Regions from separate parts of the Astyanax mexicanus genome. Here region 1 is linked to region 2. The links are chromatin contacts, called in public Hi-C maps. All regions are on one chromosome and are shown on one strand. The core of a region is the stretch at or near the end of the contact, and the rest is flanking DNA. Distances in the headings are between cores, read along the strand shown.

Region 1 (4,866 bases), core at 971-3,470, 89 kb before region 2:
ATCAGCTGTATGGAGGCTCCTGTGTCGATACTGAGTCATAACAACAGTGGAGCCCTTGTGTGATGTTCTGGGTCTTTAAAAAATAATTTACAAGAAAATCTACCATCACATACACATGTAAACAATGCAAAGACGGAACAAAGGACTATCGTTCTTTTCTTATGAAAATAAATAATACATTTATATGTTTAAACATAATTAAAAGCCAATAAATAGAAATATATTCCCTGCTACAAAAATCCAGCTGGTCATCCAGAGAAAACATAGCCTATGCTGGTCAAGAGCTAGTCAACGAGCTAGACAACCAGCATAGGGAATGTTTCTTTATATTTCTTCTGTGCTGGATTTTATTTTGCAATAAATAAAATAAATTAGCAAAAACAGATGTTTAAAGAATATCACCTATCTGTTTCTCCAAATGAACCCTTATAGTATGTGATGGTGTGATGTGATAATATTTGCCTGAGGGCAACACTTTGACATAGAGGGCTAAATTGGTTGTATTAAACTTAAATGTTGGTGTGTTGCTTCAATACATAACAACAAACTGATATTGATTGTTTTATCATCTATCACATTAGAGAACTTGGAAAATTTGTAAAGTTTGCAATTACAGCTTTGGAAAACATAAGAGGCCACTGAAAAGACGGTTTTCTTTTATTTTACCAAATTGAAAAACCTCTGAATGTAATCAAGAGGAAGATGGATGATCACAAACCATCAGACCAAGCTGGACTGCTTTAATTTTTGCACCAGGAGTGGCAGGAAGTTATCCAAAAACAGTGTGTAAGACTGGCCGTTTCTTATTTTCTGCAAATAAATGCTCTAAATGACAATTTTTTATTTGGAATTTGGGGAAAATTGTGTCTGTAGTTTATAGAATAAAACAACAATGAGCATAAATCAAATAGCAAAATCAGAGAAACTGATGCAGAATTGTTTTTCAACTCTGTGTACAGAGAATGTGTGGCCAGCTGCAGATATTCATCCTAACATGCTGATTCAACAATGTTTAGCTGAACTTAACCAAATTTCCCAATATCCTCGTCTTTCATCCACCCTTTTCCATACCTGTCAAGTCTCCCGTTTTGGCCGGGAAACTACCGTATTTTACTCCTCTTTCCCGCTGTCCTCCCGTATTAGTATTTTCCCGTAAATTTCCCGTATTATATTAAAATAAAAAAATATATATTATTGAGGAGACATGGCACTGACCGCTCTGTGTCTCTTAACCAATCGTGGAGCCGGTTCAAGGAGAAAGTCCCGCCTTTCAGGAGAAACAGCCAATCAGCTTGCAAAGGAGGGTCAGTGTGGGGAAGCCCCCCGTCGCAGTTGGAGCTGCTGATGTTAAAACAGATCTGGATATACAGCGATTTTTCTTAAAGAAAGGTAACGGTAGGCTAATCATGGAAACTGTGATGAGATTTTTCTGATAGCTACTTAAAAATACTCGTCTCCGAAATAAAACACACGGATTAAACCTTTTAAAATAAACAAATTTACAGCTTGTGACTCAGTTTAACTAGAAATGTGGAGAGGACCGAAATTAACTGAACTGATCAGGGGTGGAGTGATCAAAAGAAAGAAGTATTAATTAAAAATTATTGTGTAGGCCCCTTAGGACAAATTTTTACTGATGAAACATATCTGGTCCATGTCCTTTTAGTAAAAGCTCATGATACTATGTTTAGGTCACCAACAGTCATTTTGCAGAATTTGTGCACCCTTTGTTCAATTTTAAATCCATTAAATAAATAAAAAATATATAATATAAAAGAGTGCATTTATTACAAAAAAGACATGAAATCTTAATTTTTTTAAAAAGAAAAGGATTTTTAATTTGGCTGTATTAAAAGAATGACATATGTAGGAATGTCCACAACATTTCAGATTCTTATAATCTGATTGTAGTGTGTAAGTGGTTCACTTGTGGTTATTTTAGATTTTTTGTAAACCTGTCTTAAAATGTAAGGGATACTGAACCTTCGTTGGGCTGGTGGGACGGCTTTAAGCGTACAGAGGAAAATATCCCTTATTTTTTAATCTAAAACTTGACAGGTATGCCCTTTTCATCCACCGCACAGAAATGCGACATTGTTCTGATGGAGAATTCCCACGCCGCTGGATCCTGGCATACTCCACTCCGGTTTTTCCCACTCACTTAGCTACCGTGTGTGTGTGTGAGTGTGTGTGAGTGTGAGTGTGTGTGAGAGAGAAGCCAAGGGTTGTTTACAGCGGCGATTCTCCTGAGCTGAGCTGAGCCCGTCAGAGGAGTCCGTGTGGCCGTTGCACTGCAGCCCAGAGCCGCTGCCCACCCTGCGGAGCCGAGCCGAGCCTGAGGCTGGTGATGTCGGTCTTTCCAGATAAAATAGCCCGATAATAACAGTGATTATTACAATATTCTGTGATTGCATCTTGTTTTTCTGTCGACGAGGGACAAAACAGATCTGTTTTCGTGGAAAAAAACTGATCTGGGTTTTTTTTTATTCGTTCGTTCTTTTTCGGTTTGGAGAGAGAAAAAGGAGTAAAACAAGCCGTAGGAGGATTTATTTCGACTAAAAACAGATCCAGCCGGTGGATGAGCGGAGCGGAGTGAAGACAGGCGGACAGGCAGCGAGGAGAGAGCTGAGAGAAGGAGGGAGAGAGGGAGCCGCTGCTGCAGCTGGTGGTGGTGGTGGTGGTGGTGAATTTTTTTCCCAGTCGTGGCGGATATTTTGGATGGAGCGCTGTTGGGAGACTAACAAGAGCGGCGCGTTCATTCATAGCTGGCCTCGTTCATTCTCTCTCTGAAGAGACCTCGCTGCTCCTCCTTGCTGCTCCTGCTCCTGCTTCTTATTCACACGTCGCTGGGATTCACCACGAACGACCACGGGCCTACAAATATACAAATACACACACATATTTACACACACATATTCATACACACGTTGCTAGCTAACGCTACGCTACATACGTTCACACACACGCTGGTGCTGCTGCACAGTGGGGGCATTTTGGCTGACTGGCGGTCCGAGGGGCTGGACCGACAGCAGCGAGGATAGCTGGCTATATCAAGCTGGCTAGGTTAACTAAGCTAAACCTAACGTTAGCCGACTAAACTAGCTTCTGGGGGGCTTTTCTCACAAGACATGGAGGCTGAAGATGCGGACTGTCGTTGGTCTGAAATTCGTGGCTCGACCGTTACCAGAAGTCACACGGCGTCGGCAAGCCGCTGGCAGGAATAACGACATGTTTTAACGATGTTTTATCTACTTCATCTGAACGCTTTCTTATCTCTATGAAAAGGACTGCCCGTCTGGAAACGTTTGCTTTAACCCAGGTTTTGCTGGGTACCTTGTTTTTGTTGTAGTTGTTGTTCTACACAGCTCGCTTTAAGACGAGATAGAAAGAAAACAACAGCCCGGATTTGTGTTTCCCCCTCATTCTCTCCCTCACACTGGCTGAACTGTCCACTCGGAGCTGCGTTTACTCCTTTTTTTCCTAATATCTGTGGAACAAGGCCTTTCTGCTGTTGGAGGATTGATAACTGAGACAGGAATGAGGAGTATATCGACCTTATTTTGGGGTCTTGTGCTCTGGCTCTTTGCGAGCTGCCCGTGGACCGCAAGCGGAGAGAGTAAGTTCACTAGCAATCCTTCAACTAACCTACAAGCTATCTAGCTAACGCTCTCTAGCATCAATGTTTTCCCTTCTTTGTTTATTTTCTTCTTTTCTTGTGTCATCAACAAACAAAAACGTGTAAACTACACGTGGATTTGTTTATATATGGTCCCATATATCTGTAACAGGCCTGCAGACCCGCGCAGGGCTGATGCAGAGCTGGGGATAGCACTGAGAATGCTCCCTTTTTCCCCAAATTTCACCTGATCAGTGGAAGTGCTGTTCGGCTTTGCAGGAACATCAGACCTCTTTAGTCATGGAATGGCTCACAAGCATAGAAAAACAAGCAGTCATAGAGTAAACCCCCTACACACACACACACACACACACACACACACACACACACACACACACACACACACCTTAGACTCACCCAGATAATTTGTGGACTGTAGTCAATATCCAGTATCTATTTGTTGGTCATCCTTATATTTGCTGATGCCTTTTAGCACTAGGGGCTTATCTACCTCTATGGCATGAATTATATTTTTTGGAAGATTAGAAGAGTCCCTGTGGACATAGCAAACTGATCAAATTTAGATTTTGACTTCTGATATCAAGCTGATCTCTGTTCTAAAGCAAAGACGCACCCAAAACATGCAAGGTAGGAGGAAGTCTCCTGGACCAGAAATAAGTACAACTGCTTCATCATGATTAATCTAACAAAAGTGATCTAACTGCACAAGGCAATATAGGCATATACTTCTTAACCTTTTCTTGCACATATACATATTTTAATTTCATGACCCACGTGTATTGTATTGGACATAGATATGACAGTAGTATTATATTATAGACAAACAGATAGGTACATCTATAAGTAAGTAAATAAGTTGTTTTGTTGCCTGAAGGCAGCATTATTCCATAGAGGGTGATTTATTTGTCATGTGGTTAAATTAGCATATATATATATACCTGGCTCAACTTCACTGATACACTACAATGCTACATGCAACAAAATTCACATTCATAATATCTAGAGTGTGCAGTACATGCAGAAACTTCTAGTGTGATTGCAGTTCAGCAGGGTTGCTGTGATTTAGGTGTTGGTTGCTAAGGTGTTGCTTGGTTGTAATATAATTGAATTATTTTGTAAAGTCCAAAACCTTTTGACAGAAATATGAACTGTTTGGCTAATAGAGCTGTGTCCAAATGCTTGACTAAATGTTGATATCTGGAGACATTTTGATATAGTGTCATGCCAAA
Region 2 (4,966 bases), core at 902-3,401:
TGCTGAAACTGGACACCTGGGTGTGATGGCATAAGACAAGTTGCACGCATGCTTTTCAATTTAGTGCTCATGCTGACAGGTTCTTCCGTCATTACAATGGCAGTTAAAACCCTTATCGCTCATAGGGACAATAGAGGGCAAATCCCATTGAAAACACAAACTACTGTTTTTACAAAAGCAGCAGTAACTAGTAGCTACAAGCAGACTGCATTACTCCATATACTTCATATACAGCACATGTGTCAAACACAAGGCCCGCGGGCCAAATGTGGCCCGCCACGTTCTTTTATGTGGCCCGCGAGAGCTCGTAAGCTCTTAGTGTCTATAATAAATAGGTCAGAAGCGTTCTTTGACCAAAAACTACATTTCCCACAATGCTTGTCGATTGTATTACCCACGAAGTTACGGCTTACTCACTACACGGCAGTGTAGTCATTGATGTGGAAACCCTGCCGGAGGGAAGGTGTAACTTCATACAAATGTTTATCCCATAATGTCCAGAAAAAGAGAAGCTGATGCAGACGGACGGCTGTGCTTCAAGGCGAAAGACCGGTATGCCTTTTATGTTACGAAGAGCGTTACTGACCAAAATAAACGCTTTTTAGAAGAGATATAAGTTGTGTAAATATTAATATAATAAACATCACTGTCAGCGCTAGTTACAGTTTCACCGCAGCAAAGGACGAGGACGTGAATCACTTATCTAACCAGCCTTTACTGATTTCTGCCCCCAATAACCCTTTCAATAACCTCCAATAGCCTTTAATAGTCTTCAGTAGCCTTCAACAGTCTAACCTTGCAGCCGTGGTGTGTCCACTAAACTCCGTAGTTATAAACATCCTGAGGTTAGCAGCGCGCTAACTGACCTGATTATAATGTAATCCGAGCAGTGACTCCGTGACGGCTGCTCTAAACTGCTGCTGTTAGCTGCTTGGGCTGAAAGATGAACTGTAGAGAGCTGTATTATCCGGTTAGTGGGGTTAAAACCTTTATTTCACACACGGAAGAACTTAAACATTTTAAAAACGCTCCAGACAGGCTGAGCTGAGCCCTGTAGCCCGTTGCTGGGCTGTAGCTCTGACTGAGTGAAAATAGCGGGGCTTGTGCTGCTGCTGCAGCTCCGACTAGTGGTTGGATGAGGAACTGCTAAATCTGAGGAAATGCTAAATCTGTCACATGTTTTTAACAGCTCACAATTTTTTATTTTATATTTATTAAGCCTTATTTCAGTATCAAACGTTTTGATCAAAGTTAATATAACTTGTATTTTATGTCATTTCTATTCACTTGAATAGTTTGGTTCTTGATTGATGGAGTTTTTGGATTTCATAACATGACAAATTAAAAGGATTTATGTTAATAGAGCAACAAGCAAACATTTTTTTTCCATGTAACTGTAATGTTTGATTGAATAAATAATATATTGAGAGTTATTTAACATTAAGGAGTAATTACATTCATTTTATATTACATTTGGTTACATTTTATTACATTTATAAGTTACATCCGGCCCTCAGAGGACAGCCAATATGCCAATGTGGCCCTCGGCCAAAATGAGTTTGACACCCCTGATATACAGTCTATAAATACAGCTTATATTTGGAATAATTTTGAGGATGATGGATACTTCCGTAGTCAGGGCTCTTAGTCATCACATTCCTCTGCACACATACATTGTGAAGGAAAATAGAAATAGAAAGAGGCAGAACCTTTCTGGTGACATCACAATAGACATCACCATCACCTTGTTAGACTGTTCTCTCCATTTGATTGATCAATATTCTGCTAAGAAAGAGTCTTAATAGGACAGTCCTTACAAGGAGCCTATACACAGCCTATACTGTGTTCTTTCTACATTTCTACATTTCATGATGAATGGACCAATAGAAATGATTTTTAAAAAATGTTGGAATGTTGGAAATGCTAAAAAAATTAGTTGGAATAGCATATTTTTTCTTTTTTTTTTGATGTTTAATAGCAATATCTGGTCCCTACAAGCATACATTGTATTGGTTGTCTCTTGCTACCTGGTGTCCATAGTGATCTCTTTTACAAAAAACGCTGCTTGTCCATGGCCTCTCGGACTGTGTCGGACTTCCTTGTTAGGCACTGAGCTCTTGGTGTGGATGGGTGGAAGCCCGCCGTTCCTGGCATAGCAGTGTGTGGAGCATGGTCGGGTGGAAATAGGCCCGTACTCCCAGGCAGCCTAAAAATAAAGAAGCAGACCCTCTTTTGCTGTGGGTTTGTGTTTGGTCGCCATGGGAAATGAGGTCGACTTACAGTGTATGGTCTGTGAAATGGCACATTCTCTCTCTCTCTCTCTCTCTCTCTCTCTCTCTCTCTCTCTCTCTCTCTCTCTCTCTCCCTCTCTCCACCTCACACCCCCATTTTTCCCTTCTTTCCTCTCCTCAGTGGAAGGTATGCGTGTTTGAGATTTTTTCCCGTGGTTGAAGAATCTGTAGAAGTGCCGTGGTGCTTTTGTCAGTGAGCGATGAGCAGCAGCTTGACTTTGCCTGGACTGCCCCCTTTTGGTGGAATTCCAAGCAACCATGCAGCCTGTTCCCATCATCTCCACAGCAGCACAGCAATCATATCTATGGGTCAAGTGTTAAAGTGGGGAGCCTTTATCTTTAACCTGGCTTTTTTGGGAGTTCAGAGGTTACCCGACTGTCTGAGAGCGACAAGATATTCCCAGGGAAAGCAGAGCGAGTGCTCGGCCGACGATGGAATTAGATCTGGAAAGGGTGCAGCTATTAATAGCCCATAAAAGGGCCATATGGCTATTTAAGGAAAAGTAGCTCTCATTTACAGGCCCTCACTTTGTCTGCTGTGTATGTACCAGATCGTCTTCAGTATCACAGCTGCTGATTATTCCTATTTAAAGTGTGCACAGCCATTTAGGAAAGGAAACTGGGGTATATCTAATAAGGAGAGGGCGTAGATGTGAAAAATATACAAGCAAAGTCGCAACTGAAAAATAACCTTTATACCTTTGTAGACAGTTTCCCCAGTTTTTTTTTCTTACCCTTACCTCGTACTGAGTGTTCCACCTCGTCTTAGCCTGGCTTATGAGCCGACAGAATGTGAGAAAGAATGCAGAGTATTTGGGAAAATGGCAGGAGTGGGACAGAGCACAGATCCTGTGGCCTGAAAGAGCTGCTGACCCGGTGAGGTTTTGTATTAGCTGTGCAGCAGAGAGGGAGGATTTAAGTGTAAGGTTAGTCAGGTTGCGAGATGTTATGTGAAATATTTATACCGCAGTTATACTGAGCAGCCCCTCTTTGCTAGTGTAGAAAGTATGTAGGGTCTGTTAAATGTATCTGCCTGAGAAAGACATGCATGCACGCACACACACACAGACACAGACACATACACACCACTCACACACACAGAAACAGATGTCTTAACCAGTATTAATTACAGCCCTAAATGCAGTGGTCACGTTTGCCCTGTAATGTCTGGCGGAATGGTTCAGGCTCATAAATAAAGGAGGGGAAATGTTTCATTCAGACGCCTCTTTGGCCATGCCTCTCGGGTGTGCCACACACGGTGCCAAGATCCCGTTGCTAGGCAACCGCCACTGCCGTCCCTCTTGCTGCTGTCCTCTTATGGAGTCGGCATTCCAGCTCAAGGCATCCTGTGATGTCAGTCTGCTTATGTGAGCTCTGCCTGCTCACTGAGCATGCTGGGATGTGTAGGCATTCGACTAGCGTTACAGGTCTGATTAGGATCGGGGTTGGAGGTGTATTGATTCGCAAACGTCAGAGGTTTGATTTGATATGATTCAGTGGAGTCTAAATTCATTACATGCACTAAAAACAAGAAATGTAACAACATTTGCTTTATTTTATTGTTTCAAAATATAAAAATAACATTTTATTGGAGAATTAAACATTATTAAATTACAGTATTTAGTCTACGTATACATTTATGACATTGGTATTCATTTGGGCACTTGACATTTGAATCATAAAACAAGCTATAAGTGTTGCGCAAGTACTACTCCAAGCTGGTCATCAATGTCAATTGAATGTAGGTTCTGATGTTAAGTGCCCAACATTCAGTGGCAGGATGCCAGTGATGACAGCTGGCATTTGAACAAAAATACCAAAATTAAGGTACAATTCTAGCCAAATTAATGTTTAGTAACTGCAGTTATCGGTGTGGTGTACGGTGGGTGGTACCATCACAAAATATTACTGCAGTATACAGTATTAAGGGGTGGGAGTAGCTAGGGGTGGGAATCGTTTACTATCTCACGATTCGATTCGATTCCGATTTTGGGGGCCACGATTCGATTCAGAATCGATTTTTGATTCAAAACGATTTGAATTATAAAAATTTCTGCTTCTGGCTTATGAATCTTATTGAAAAAAAACCCTCCATAATATACACTGGTCCTGGAGCAGGTAATGTGTTACAAAAACAATAAAATGTGCAGGAATGTGGGTCCTCAGTGACAGAGGAATCACTGGGATATCACAATGACGTTAATGAACAATAAATAAATAACTAGAAAAGGTAAAGTTCGTGAACGAACTTTAAGTTGGCTTGGAAAAGAACGCTAATAACGTTAAAAAGTTAAAATGGTTGCTAAGCTTTTTCCGTCTGAAGAGTGTGAAGAGTCATTGATATGCTGTTAACTTTTGGCTAAACGCTAAATGCTAAAAACGCTGAAATCTAAAAACATTTGGTTAAACGCTGAAATCTAAAAACATTTGGTTAAACGCTGAAATCTAAAAACGTTTGATTAAACGCTGAAATCTAAAAACGTTTGGTTAAACACTGAAATCTAAAAACATTTAGTTAAACGCTGAAATCTAAAAACGTTTGATTAAACGCTGAAATCTAAAAACGTTTGGTTTAACGCTGAAATCTAAAAACGTTTAATTAAACACTGAAATCTAAAAACGCTTGTTTAAATGCTGAAATAGTAAAACTTTTGGTTAAACTTTTGATTGCTAAT

What was found. Hi-C and Micro-C count contacts between places; a contact is called where the count stands out from the background.
Region 1: a Hi-C map of muscle shows a contact between it and region 2, with 10 times the contacts expected there. The contact joins the promoter of igf1ra here to the enhancer-like site in region 2. A contact is called at or near these places in 2 of 3 Hi-C or Micro-C datasets (both in muscle).

The regions. Positions count from the first base shown.
Region 1 is chr9:25,082,198-25,087,063 of AstMex3_surface, reverse strand. igf1ra (insulin-like growth factor 1a receptor) reads left to right here and starts at 2,220. Exons shown (of 21, transcript XM_007256243.4): 1 at 2,220-3,616. The coding sequence starts at 3,538.
Region 2 is chr9:24,992,561-24,997,526 of AstMex3_surface, reverse strand. The region is part of intron 2 of igf1ra (insulin-like growth factor 1a receptor); the gene reads left to right. Among protein-coding and RNA genes, the nearest start is that of LOC125804558, 2.9 kb to the right of the region's middle. Within about 2 kb of position 2,151, the one cell type or tissue checked has an H3K27ac peak away from gene starts, as active enhancers do.